Linked DNA regions of Oncorhynchus kisutch: region 2 is linked to region 1. Evidence: chromatin contacts called from public Hi-C data. All regions are on one chromosome and are shown on one strand. The core of a region is the stretch at or near the end of the contact, and the rest is flanking DNA. Distances in the headings are between cores, read along the strand shown.

Evidence for each region. Hi-C and Micro-C count contacts between places; a contact is called where the count stands out from the background.
Region 2: a contact with region 1 is called in a Hi-C map of liver, with 3 times the contacts expected there. The contact joins the promoter of LOC109869045 here to the promoter of ift122 in region 1. A contact is called at or near these places in 2 of 2 Hi-C or Micro-C datasets (liver and muscle).

The regions. Positions count from the first base shown.
Region 1 is chrLG24:27,690,445-27,695,971 of Okis_V2, reverse strand. It overlaps ift122 (intraflagellar transport 122 homolog (Chlamydomonas)), which reads right to left and starts at 2,714. Exons shown (of 29, transcript XM_031803971.1): 1 at 2,529-2,714; 2 at 2,102-2,168; 3 at 1,920-2,004; 4 at 1,748-1,826; 5 at 1,512-1,588; 6 at 1,327-1,393; 7 at 1,096-1,242; 8 at 234-309. The coding sequence starts at 2,587.
Region 2 is chrLG24:27,843,492-27,849,018 of Okis_V2, reverse strand. LOC109869045 (plexin-D1) reads left to right here and starts at 2,479. Exons shown (of 36, transcript XM_031803458.1): 1 at 2,479-3,855. The coding sequence starts at 2,632. It overlaps LOC109869074 (transmembrane and coiled-coil domains protein 1-like), which reads left to right. Exons shown (of 7, transcript XM_020458925.2): 7 at 1-97.

The sequences.
Region 1 (5,527 bases), core at 1,465-3,964:
TCTATTAAGCAAAGTTGCTCTTTTCAATATCTTTCACCACCACACCGTTTTATTTTATGTTAGACATGTAGACTATTTATTCATTTGCTGTGGAAACAAACCCAAAATGTTTATCTAACATGTTCCCACTATCCAGATGGGCCGGAAGAAGGCAAAAACATTTATTAAATTCCAGACGCCTGAAGTAAATGTTGGGGAGATGGTTCACGGACATGCGTTTTGCAGACACACACCTGTTTTCCACTGAGCTGGTAGAAGGATAGCTTCTGCCCCCAGTCTGCCACAGCCAGGATGTCATTGTGCTCATCCCTAAGAGAGACACTCCAACATGAATTTATATTTTCCACTTTAACATTCTGACAATTAAACTGGATTTAGAAAGATTTCAAATCTTATTCACCCAAAAGGTACATTAAACCCTACATCTCACTGGTATGGTAAAAGTAAGTGTCCTATATCATTGTGTTGCCTCCAAACAAATCTAGACCTAACCAAAGTATTTCCCTGAGCTTTGGTGTTACCTTTCTCAATTTCTCTGTCCTCCCTCTCTGCCTTCCCTACCTGAGCTGGCTGAAGTGGTCTGGATCAGAGAACCCTCCCTGCAGCATGGGCTCCTCCTCCTCTCCTTCAGGTCTGTCCGTCTCTGCTCCTCTTCCTACCTGCCTCTCTCTCTCCAGCTGCCTGCCTAGCCCCAGGACCTCTACCCTGCTACTGCAGCTCTGGCTGTAGGCGGTGTCAATGACCAGGCACAGGGGCTCTGGCATGCTGCTGTCCACATCCACCGCCTCGTCGTCCTCTCCCTCACAGAAGGGCATCCACTTCCACCAGTCCCTGTCAGAGCCTGCCTGGTCAAACACTGACACTTGCTGGCTGTCTACAGGTCATACACTGTCATTCTCTGATTTTCACTACCATGCTTGTTTCACATTGTGAACTGGCAGCTTAAAAAGACTCAATACAGAGAAATATCACTCAGAAAAAAACGTATTATTGTTGATTTCAAAAGCAATAAACCTTTACTCTCCAAGACATTGCACACACAGGTTTAAAATGTTTTACACAGCAAAAGGCCCACATGCGAGGTGAGTGACTCACTTGGAGGGGTTCCATGCGATGGACCAGATAGGAGAGGAGGATCCTCCTGGTCGCTCTATTTTCACCTTCTCCTCTCCGTTCTTATTCCTGATGCTCACCACCCCGTTCATCATGCCCAGGGCCAGGTACTGACCGTCGTTGGTCCACCTGCGCTCAAAAGGATTATGACAATACTGAACATAAGAGAGGCTATCCAAACAAAAAGGAGAGCAGCAATTTCTCAATACTCACCCACAACATGTTATCTTGCTGTTGACTTTGTGCTTGGATACAGATTTCTGTTCTGGGGACCACAGACCTAGAGAGAGAAACAAATTATACAGATGCTGCTCTTATGACTGCATGTCTTCAACATACCTTTCAACCCCTTCCCTGTAGAGGTGTAGAGGACAGGACAACCCCAGTGTACCACTCACCAAAGTCCCCAGAGGAGCAGGAGGCCAGCTGGTGGCTGACTGGGTTGTAGGCAACACACTGGATGGAGTCATTATGTCTGAGGAGCAACATACAAACAAAATATGCATAGTGAGTGAGCCAGGAGTGACCTCAACAGAACATAATGCTACTGATAATGTTGTAATGTGTGTAATAATCATAGAGATCCTATTAAATTATTCTAATTCCTAATTCTGTAGTAATAATGATCACTCACGTATATTTCAAAATACCCTCCAGTTTAGATGTCCAGATGATGATGCTTTTGTCAGCAGAACCTGAGGCAAACCGTTTCCCTACAGAGAAGCACAATGTGAGACCCAACAGACTCGTGTTTGTTAATTGGGAACATCCAGATTGGTGTGTTAAGAGTGTACTGTACTAAGTACCATCTTTGGCGTAGGCAACACAGTACACTGTGTCCTTGTGTCCTTTCAGAGGCTGAATGAGAGTTCCATCTGATGTGTCATACACCTGGAAAGACAATATGCAATACTTATTGTATGCAATTCCACTCTCCTCAACTTAGCTATGATTCGAAAACCAATGGCATCATCATCCCCAAACTCACCAAAACACGATTCCCAGCTGCCACAATAAGCTGGCTGCCATCTGGTTTGAAGGCAAGGTCGTAGATACTAGGGAGAAAATGTACTGCAATCACAATATGCTGAAAAACTGTTTCAATTATGCTATTAAGCCATAGGTAGCTGCTCTGCTAGTTAGCATTAATGTTCTAGCTGTGCTTAGCCACGCAAACAGATTACCTAGCTAACTAGCAACGTTATCACTCGTTAGTAGACAGATCATTTATTTTAAGATTGCATGAAATGGATAGTGAAAATCTTAGTAAACAAAGATAGTTTGCTACAGTTGGCTAACTAGCTAGCTAGCCAGCCACTGCGGGAGTTTACATAGTAACCGCCGTTGCTATCAACACTCCCAACTGTGCAACATCAGGCCTGTTGATAAAACTGTAAATGCAAAGGCTAGATTACCATTGCTCAACTTTGTCGCGATCATGTACTTTGTCAATCCACGTAGGAACTGCCCTCATTTTGCCTTTTTAACAAATTAAACAGATACACGTTAGGTTGTTCAACAGGTTGCTGTCTTTTCGTGGGGCCGAGGATCGTTTACATGGCAGGACCTGCTTGCTTGCTTGCTTGCTTGTGCGCAGACTCCCTTCTCTCTTTCCTGTCCTCCTTCCTGTGTTCTGCGCATGAGTCAAGCAGAGTCGCTCACAAAGTAGTTCACAGAACTTCATACAGCACAACGGCAGATACAATTTATCCAAATATGTTGATGTCATGTCCCCGAAATGCCTAGCACCCGACAACTTTATTAAACTTGATCATTAAGTAATATGCAACATTTTTCTAGAACAGCATGTGATGATGAGGCATGTAAACAAAACACAGCTGTCAGATCAAGCCTCTGCAAATGCATTACTTAGCTAGTTAGTTAAGTTAGCTAGTTAGTTAATAGTCACCTATTTTCCCAATCCCTATAACATGATGGACAGTGGATTGACTGTTCTAATTCATATTTTTGTTAGTGGCAGCTAGGTATAGAGCTTCAACTCCAGATAGATTGAGAGAGCAACATCATGACTGAAGATGAGAGGGAGGACTGGAGCATGAGGATCTCAGCCACATGAAACTCAACAGGGGACAGTCAGCTCCATCACAGGCTGTGAGAGGGACAGTCCACTTTTGACAAAAGTTGTGTTTCAACCTACTGACACCAACAACACGGTCACAACCAGGCTAAAAAAACAATGACCTCAACACAGAGAACACCATCACTGACAGACACTAATCCTGATGGAGAGGCAGACGCTATGGCTGTTCCTGGTTCAGATATGACAGTTAGAAAACAAGCTGGGTCCAATCCATCATATGCTCTCATTCTCAAGTCTTGTTGCATGTAAACATCACTGAAGTATGTCTGTATCTTACTGTTAGGGCTAGGGGCTAAGTGCTTTTCAGAGTGAGATCATAAAGTCAGATCAATAATTCCACATGAGGTGACTGATCTGTCTACCTCTGCAGTCCCCAGGGACAGAGGTTCCGTCCAGAGTGTCTCATCAAGCCTTCCTCCTTAAAGATGGCGGAGGGGATCTACAGATAGACAACTTTGATGTCACAACAGCCAGGAGTGGCAGTGCAGCTGTGACCCCACAGCCCAACCAGGACAGACAGAGGAATGGTCATCAGGAACACACACGTCACACCTAAGAGGTCACGGATGACAGGTAAAACACATACAGGCAGGACACAGAGGAGAATATGGAAGAGGGGGGTCGAATATTACGCCTTTCTCCAAATAACACAAAAAGAGCCTATTTCGCAAAATCCTACAAGCAGAGAACTCAGAGTTAGAGGAAAAGGCACTTTGTCAATTCAGTATACCCCTGACAGACCTCCCTTGGCCAGGTGAATCACAGACAGGCAGCTGGGAGAGACACAGAAACTGGCCACACATCAGACACCAATGAGGACATTAACGAGAGAAACATACAAACCTCTGTGAGAAGGGGTGATGATGATGGTGATGACAATGAGACTGAGAGGCGTCTGCAGGCTGTGTTGGCGGAGCCAGTTGATGATGTCGTACTTGAGAAGAGCCCCCAGAGGAGGCCAGGGCTGCTGTGAGAAAAGCAGGTCAGGCTGGCCCCGCCCACTGAGCTACAGGACGCTCTCATTGGTCAAGGAGAGTGGTTTCCTGTGTCACCTTTACATGTCCCAGTCCTTAGGGTGCAGTCTGCTTCTGAGAGGGGGAGGCTGAGGGTGAGAGAATGGGGGAGGGAAAGTGTGTGGGGGATATAGAGGCAGAGGTGAATGAAGAAGCGCTGCTATCATCTCCCCAGACCACTAGAGGACGGTGTACACCACTAAAAGATCCGCAGAGCAGTGTGTATGTGCATTGTGCTATGAGTTATGATGCATAATGTGTATTCACTATGATGCCTAGATATAGAAAATGTTTTACATCTTCTTGGACTTTCAGTGTATTGACAAATAACATGTTCAATGTTTGTAGTGATGCCTTAGGTGCCTGTTGTACCTGTTCTGCACAGAACTATTAGGAGAGAAACAGAAGACCAGTCCTTCTTTCAGCGGGAAGTAACTGAGAGATGGTCATAATTTAATAAATGGTTGAGCTTAACAGAACTTGCCATTCTTGGAGAGAAATGTCAGTTTAATAAAAAAACGTGTTTATTTGTTATCAAAACCCCTTTTTCTTAGATCTGCAGTCTGTCCCGGCACAGGTCTGAGACCCCCAGGAGGAAGTGGACCACTCTTCGCTCCCCCTTCCAGCTGGTGCAGGAGACCCTGTTCCATGACCCCTGGAAGCTCCTGGTGGCCACCATCTTCCTCAACAATACCAGGTTTTCCATTTTTCCTTTCAGGATGAAATGCAAATATTTTTGGCTAAAAAAAAGAATATTTGATTGAAGTGACGGATTTAGATAAGGTTAACTTTGTGTGTATGTTTGTGTGTGTGTGTGTGTGTTTACATAGGTGAAACCTCAGGACCATAAACTGAACAAGTACCATGCCTGGTTGTGGGAGAACCATGGGAGGTTGGGAATCTGAACTATGAGGAACTGCAATGTCACATTTTATCACAACCTGTTTTATTAATGGAAGAATATTCTAGTTATTATTCATTAGGCTTATAACCTGGCGGACATACCGGTATCTCTTGGACATAATCCAGAGATGAGCCTACTACTGATCCCATCTACTCTCAAGACTCAGTAGTAACATTCCATTGTCTTAATCAGTAACAAAGCAACTGTCACTCAACACGATTGTATTACATAAACTGTTTAATCATGTTTTATTAAAAGGCGATTGACAGATTTCTATTGAATTGGACTTTGATGTTGAGCCTCTGGAAATGCAACTGATAAATCAATCAAATGTCTTTATAAAGCCCTTTTTACATCAGCAGATGTCACCAAGTGCTTATACAGAAACCCAGCCTA
Region 2 (5,527 bases), core at 1,230-3,729, 150 kb before region 1:
TTTGAGATATCAGCTGATGTACAAAGGGCTATATAAATACATTTGATTTGATTTGATCTGTATGCTCAAAGTTATCAAATAGATCCTTGAAACACCATATTTACTGTGTGTGTGTATTTTTCCCATTCATATTCCCTAGCTGTTCATGCACCACAATGTCAGTCCATATGGGGTGGATGGGCAGTGGAGTGTTGACCAGGCCTTGTGGAGGTGTTGTTTCTTATCTGTCAGGAAACAGGTTGTTGGGCAGAGCCCGGGCCTCAGAGCTCCACCACAGAGTAGAAGCTGTTTTCACTGACAACAGAGAAAATAGCAGTCTCTCACTCCAGAAGGCCCTCCCCTCACTCTGAGAGAAGGCTCAGGAAGTCTCTCGCTCTCTCTCTTACACGCACCAATACTGTTTAAATGCCTTTTCTTCATGCACCATATCTATGTTGCATATATTACAAGACCCATGTATGACAAATAAGCCTACCTCAACACACACACACACGTGCGCGCTTCGGTGAGGTGTCACGAATAATCGAGTGTAACCAGAACGCAGCACTCTTCGTTGATATCTGATCCTTGACAGCAGTGACCCGTGATACCCCCTCTCTCCCCAGTCTATTTTCCCGGTCCCTTCCCACTCTCACTCTTAGTGGGGCATTAGGGAGTGTGTTGGAGGGTGTGTGTGTAGGCTTAGGCTGTATGAATGCGTGGTGGAGACTGTTGGTCCTGCATTGCGATCAGTCAGCTGGTTCCTTATCAGACCGCTTTCCTGCCCCTCCGCGCTGGCGGATTAGATGAGCGTGAGTGTGGTCCAACGTAAACACGCATTGACCCCAGCGGTGTTTATCAGCGCAAATAACGTCGCCAAGTGGTGATGGGAGGCGTGCACTGACCTGAGAGGAACAGAGCTGGCCCGAGAGATATAATAGTTCCAGCAGGCTTTGATACTGTCCAAACTGGCATGACGCATGGGTTACAATGACGCATGGGTTACAATGCGTCGAATAGAACAGAGTGATGGCCATCACAATTGGTAATTGTATTTACTTTCTGTGGGCCTATTTGAACGGTTTTTGAGAGAATAAATCCATGGGTAGCCTAATCCAAAATTACGGGCTCTCAATTTGCGCTGTCACTTTTTGTTTAAAGTCCCTTTGAGATTTTCAATGTTCTCTCATTGCGTAGTTGTTCACAATAAGCACTTAATTTGTGTTTTGGAAAAAAATTGAAGTTTAAAGGGGCAATCAGTAGTTGAACAATAAAAGACAAATCAACTTCCCCTGTTTCGCAAAAACCAGATGGATGGGGCTGGAGAAATGTAACCACTCTCAAATTCATAGACAGGGCTATGGATGCAAGCACCGAATATCCATGATATCAACATTATACAGAGTTTCTTTATGTACTTTGTTTACAAACATTGGAGTTAAAAAAGCGTCGGCTATATTTTGGATTGTGAGTGGGTACGACAGTAGAACTAAGCTCATGAGCGTGGTTACATACCTCGTCTAACCTGAACCCTCTGTATATAGCCTCGGTATTGTTGTTTTGTGTAACTTCTTTTTAAAACTTTAGTTTATTTAGTAAATATTTTCTTAACCAACAATGCAGTTCAATAAATATAGTTAAGGGCTTGAAAGTAAGCATTTCACGGTAAGGTCTACCTACACCTGTTGTATTCGGCGCATGTGGCAAGTAACATTTTATTTTGTATTTCATTTAAAGGTTGTATTCGTCAAGAATCATTAGGTACATATGAAGTCCAAAAATGGATCTAGCAACAGCAGATTTTCTCTTTAAACTTAATCACACATTTTTGAGAGGTGCACATGTGTTGCTTTAGAATATTTATGAGGCGCAGACCCAAAAGCTCTGCTAAATAGATGTGAATGTCAAAAACCGGAAAGGTGCGCTGTGGTGCCCATCTGGTAGCACTTTCACGTAGCTTACCCCCACCGTATGTGCGCAGAGCAGACGGAGCCCTCGGCGTATCTGCAGGCAGAACTAATCTGAAAACCAAGGGACCAACTGGCCGCAGGAGATGAGAGCAAGACCCGCCATTAACCCTAAGAGGAGCGGAACCATAGGCTATACATTCTTCTCAAATTATTATTCCCCCTCAAATTCCTCTCAAATTATTATTTTGTAAAAATTATTTTATTATAGTTTTATATACATATACATAGAGAGAGCGAGAGAGATCATTAACAGTAATTACACCATTATTGTTCTGCCTTGGTGTGTGGATGAACATTACGCAAATAGCCTACAATTAGCATGCACCAATCGCAACAATGAACTTTGACTGAACACATTTTAAAGTATGAAATTCCAAGTTGTGGGCCTATATACTATAATAAGAATTAATGGGGAGTTTGGGATTGCAGCCGCTGGGAGCGGGGCTGTAGGTGGAGTGGGCAGAGAGAGGGGCAGCAGACAGCTCTGCGCGCTCAACTCTCTTCCGCCGTGAGCTGCCCTGGGAAAATGAAGCACGAATCTTATTGCGTCACTCTGTGTTTGGATTTTGAGCAGGAAACAGCATTTCCTCTTAGATTGTCGCAGTAGGAACAAACACATTATTTTGTCCTTACTCAATGCACCCCTCCGCACAGAACACGCGGAACCCGGCCAGAAGGAAAAATGCCTCCTTCGGAAAAGATAGCAGTTCTGATTCTCGGCGTTCTGGTGCTAGAATCGCCCTGGAATGCCCATCACAGCCTTGCCAGCGCGCTACAGATCCAACAGGCGTTCGCCTCTCAAAACCAGACAAATAACTTTGTGGTGGATGAGGTTAGCAGAAAAGTCTACCTGGCTACGGTAAACATGGTGTACCAGCTTAACGGGACCCTGAGCGTAGAAGTGGAGAAGAGAACGGGGCCGGTGGAGGACAACCTGTTGTGCCATGCGCCGCAGCTGCCCCAGGCGCCCTGCGAGCACCCCAAATCCCTCACCGACAACTTCAACAAGCTGCTCGAGCTGGACAGGGAGCAGGGGGTGCTGGTGGTATGTGGCTCGGTGTACCAGGGCTTTTGTGAGCTCAGGAAGATGGAAAACATATCGGAGATAGCCGTGGAGTTCCCCCCTCATGGCGAGAAGACCGTGTTCCCCAGCATGCTGAACATCGCCGCCAACCACCCTAACGCCTCCACCGTGGGGCTCATCTTCAGGAGCCACGGGGGTAACACCCGGCTCCTCGTCGGGGCCACTTACACCGGGGCGGGGACCCAGTTTTTCCCCAAGAACCACAGCAAGGAGGACCTGCGCTTCGAGAACACACCCGAAATCGCAATTCGGTCCCTGAACATCAATGATTTATCCAGGCTGTTCACCTATGACATCAACCCGTCCGAGGACAACGTCTTCAAGATAAAACAGGAGGTGAAGCAGAAGAATAAACTTAACTTCGTTCATGCCTTCATTCAGAAGACCTACGCTTATATTGCTATCAACAATGACGCGAATATGGGCCACAAGCAGAACCAGCCGAACAGCATCCTTGCAAGGATATGCCTGGACACTGAGAACACACGAAAATCCACATCGGAAAGCCGAAAGCTCACTGAGTCCTTCATCCAGATGCCGCTTCAGTGTGGATATAATGGAAACATCTACAACCGGCTGGTCTCCGTTCACCCCGCGGCAATCCACTCCGGGAGCGGAGAGGGGCTGGAATCGCACCTTTTCGGAGTGTTCACCAAATCAGACAGAAAGTCTGCCCTGTGCGCTTTTCGGTTCTCAGATATCGAGGAGGAGATCCGTCAGGGCCGGAGGAACTGCTCAAACTCCCCCAGCAGCGATGTGCAGGTGCTGGACAGCGTCATCCAGGGTTCGGGCGCAGCATGCGTACACAAAGGGAACCTTGTGGTAAGTGAAGCATTTTACACTTCAGTGAGATCTGTATGCTTATTCATGTTTGAGAGACTTGGTTGGAACTAATACTGTTTTGTATTATTTGATTTAGCCTAGATAAAGTTAGCATCCACAATTACGCGCAATACGGCGCCGTTCGTTTCCCCAGTTTGCATAATGTCATAAAAACATTGTTACATTTGTCTAAAATATTTATTTTAAGATGTATTTTATTATTGGATTTGCTTGTATAAATACATATTTTCGCAAATATGTTGCTTTTGGCAACTTGGTATGACAGTTTGAATAATGAATCACCCCATATCATTTCTAGGGGGAAAGCTCCGATGTCACGAGCGCAGCCCAGGGCGGCGATTGTGTGAAGAATCTCCCAAAGCTCGCGAAGGTTATGGGAACCGTGCAGGGAATTTCTGTGAAAGTCACATCCGCGCCAGCTCATTCGTGTTTAGGCCTACAGCCTATTGCATGTTGGAGAGGAAGAATGGATTTATGTATTTACATTTTTTAAAGAAAACTTTCGTTTGCCATCGATTACACAACACATGAAATTAAAATGACATGCAGGCTAACATGTTTTTAAATTTCCCTGGGCAAACTGATTACTTCTCTCAGAAAAAGATAGTAGGCCTATTTATTTTATGAGAAGCAGAGTTAAATAAATCGAGATTAATCAGTGTTGAATCGTGTTGTGTCAAATAACATATCACATTATCTCATATTTTATGCATGTAATTCAAGAAGAAAAGTTTATTCTTATTCATTTACAGATCATGTCTATAAAGGCGGTTACTTTGACACTATAAAGCCCCTCTCATTATTTAGGCTAAAGTGCCCCTATTAATGGAAATGTGTCTTAACATGAAAAGTATTTATGCCGCTCGCGTCATCTGAGGAATGTGAAATTCCATAGTTTAATTGTGGTGAGATTGACAGATCGCTAGTTGTGACAAACAGGCTGTCTCCAGACCACTGCGTTGACAGTCAGGTCGTAAAGATGCGGGGCTGTCCTATGAGCGGTGTTGTGTCGTGCTGGCCTGCGCTGTAGGCTCCGGTAACCAGATTAGAAATCTCGACCGACAATCGTTCTCCGCCTGTGTTTCCCCGAGGCCTGCAAATCTGCAGCTTGAAATTGTTGTGTTTTTCGTGAAGAATGTCAGCATTGCCCCGACGAAGAAAGGGTTTTCTTGCTTTTGCTTTTAGTCTGCGGTGACCAGGGAAATCTGATATATTTGTAGCGTTTCTGAGGGCCCTCCATTGAAGGAAAGCCAAATATACAATTTATGATAAGCACAGAGGTCGAGAGTGGAGCGGCTCGTGGGAAAGATCTCTCTCTTGCTCCACTTCACTGTGTTCTTCTTCGAGTCCTTACTGTTCCTTTGCCCTCCAAAAGACTATGGACATTCGCTTGTGGAAGTCATCCAAGCATTCGAATCAAATGGAATGAATGTTTTGATATATACTCAAGTTTTCATTTTCACATGGTAAATGTTGACAACAGGCTACTTACTGTATAACAGGCTTTCAGCTGTTCTGAACATTTAGAGGGAAAATGGCCAATTCTCAAGAAGACATAGCATTTTAGCTTTTCATAGTGTTATAATTACATAATTATTACAGTGTAGCCTACTAAAACATAAGTGTCCAATAATGGTGTTACACTGTTTTG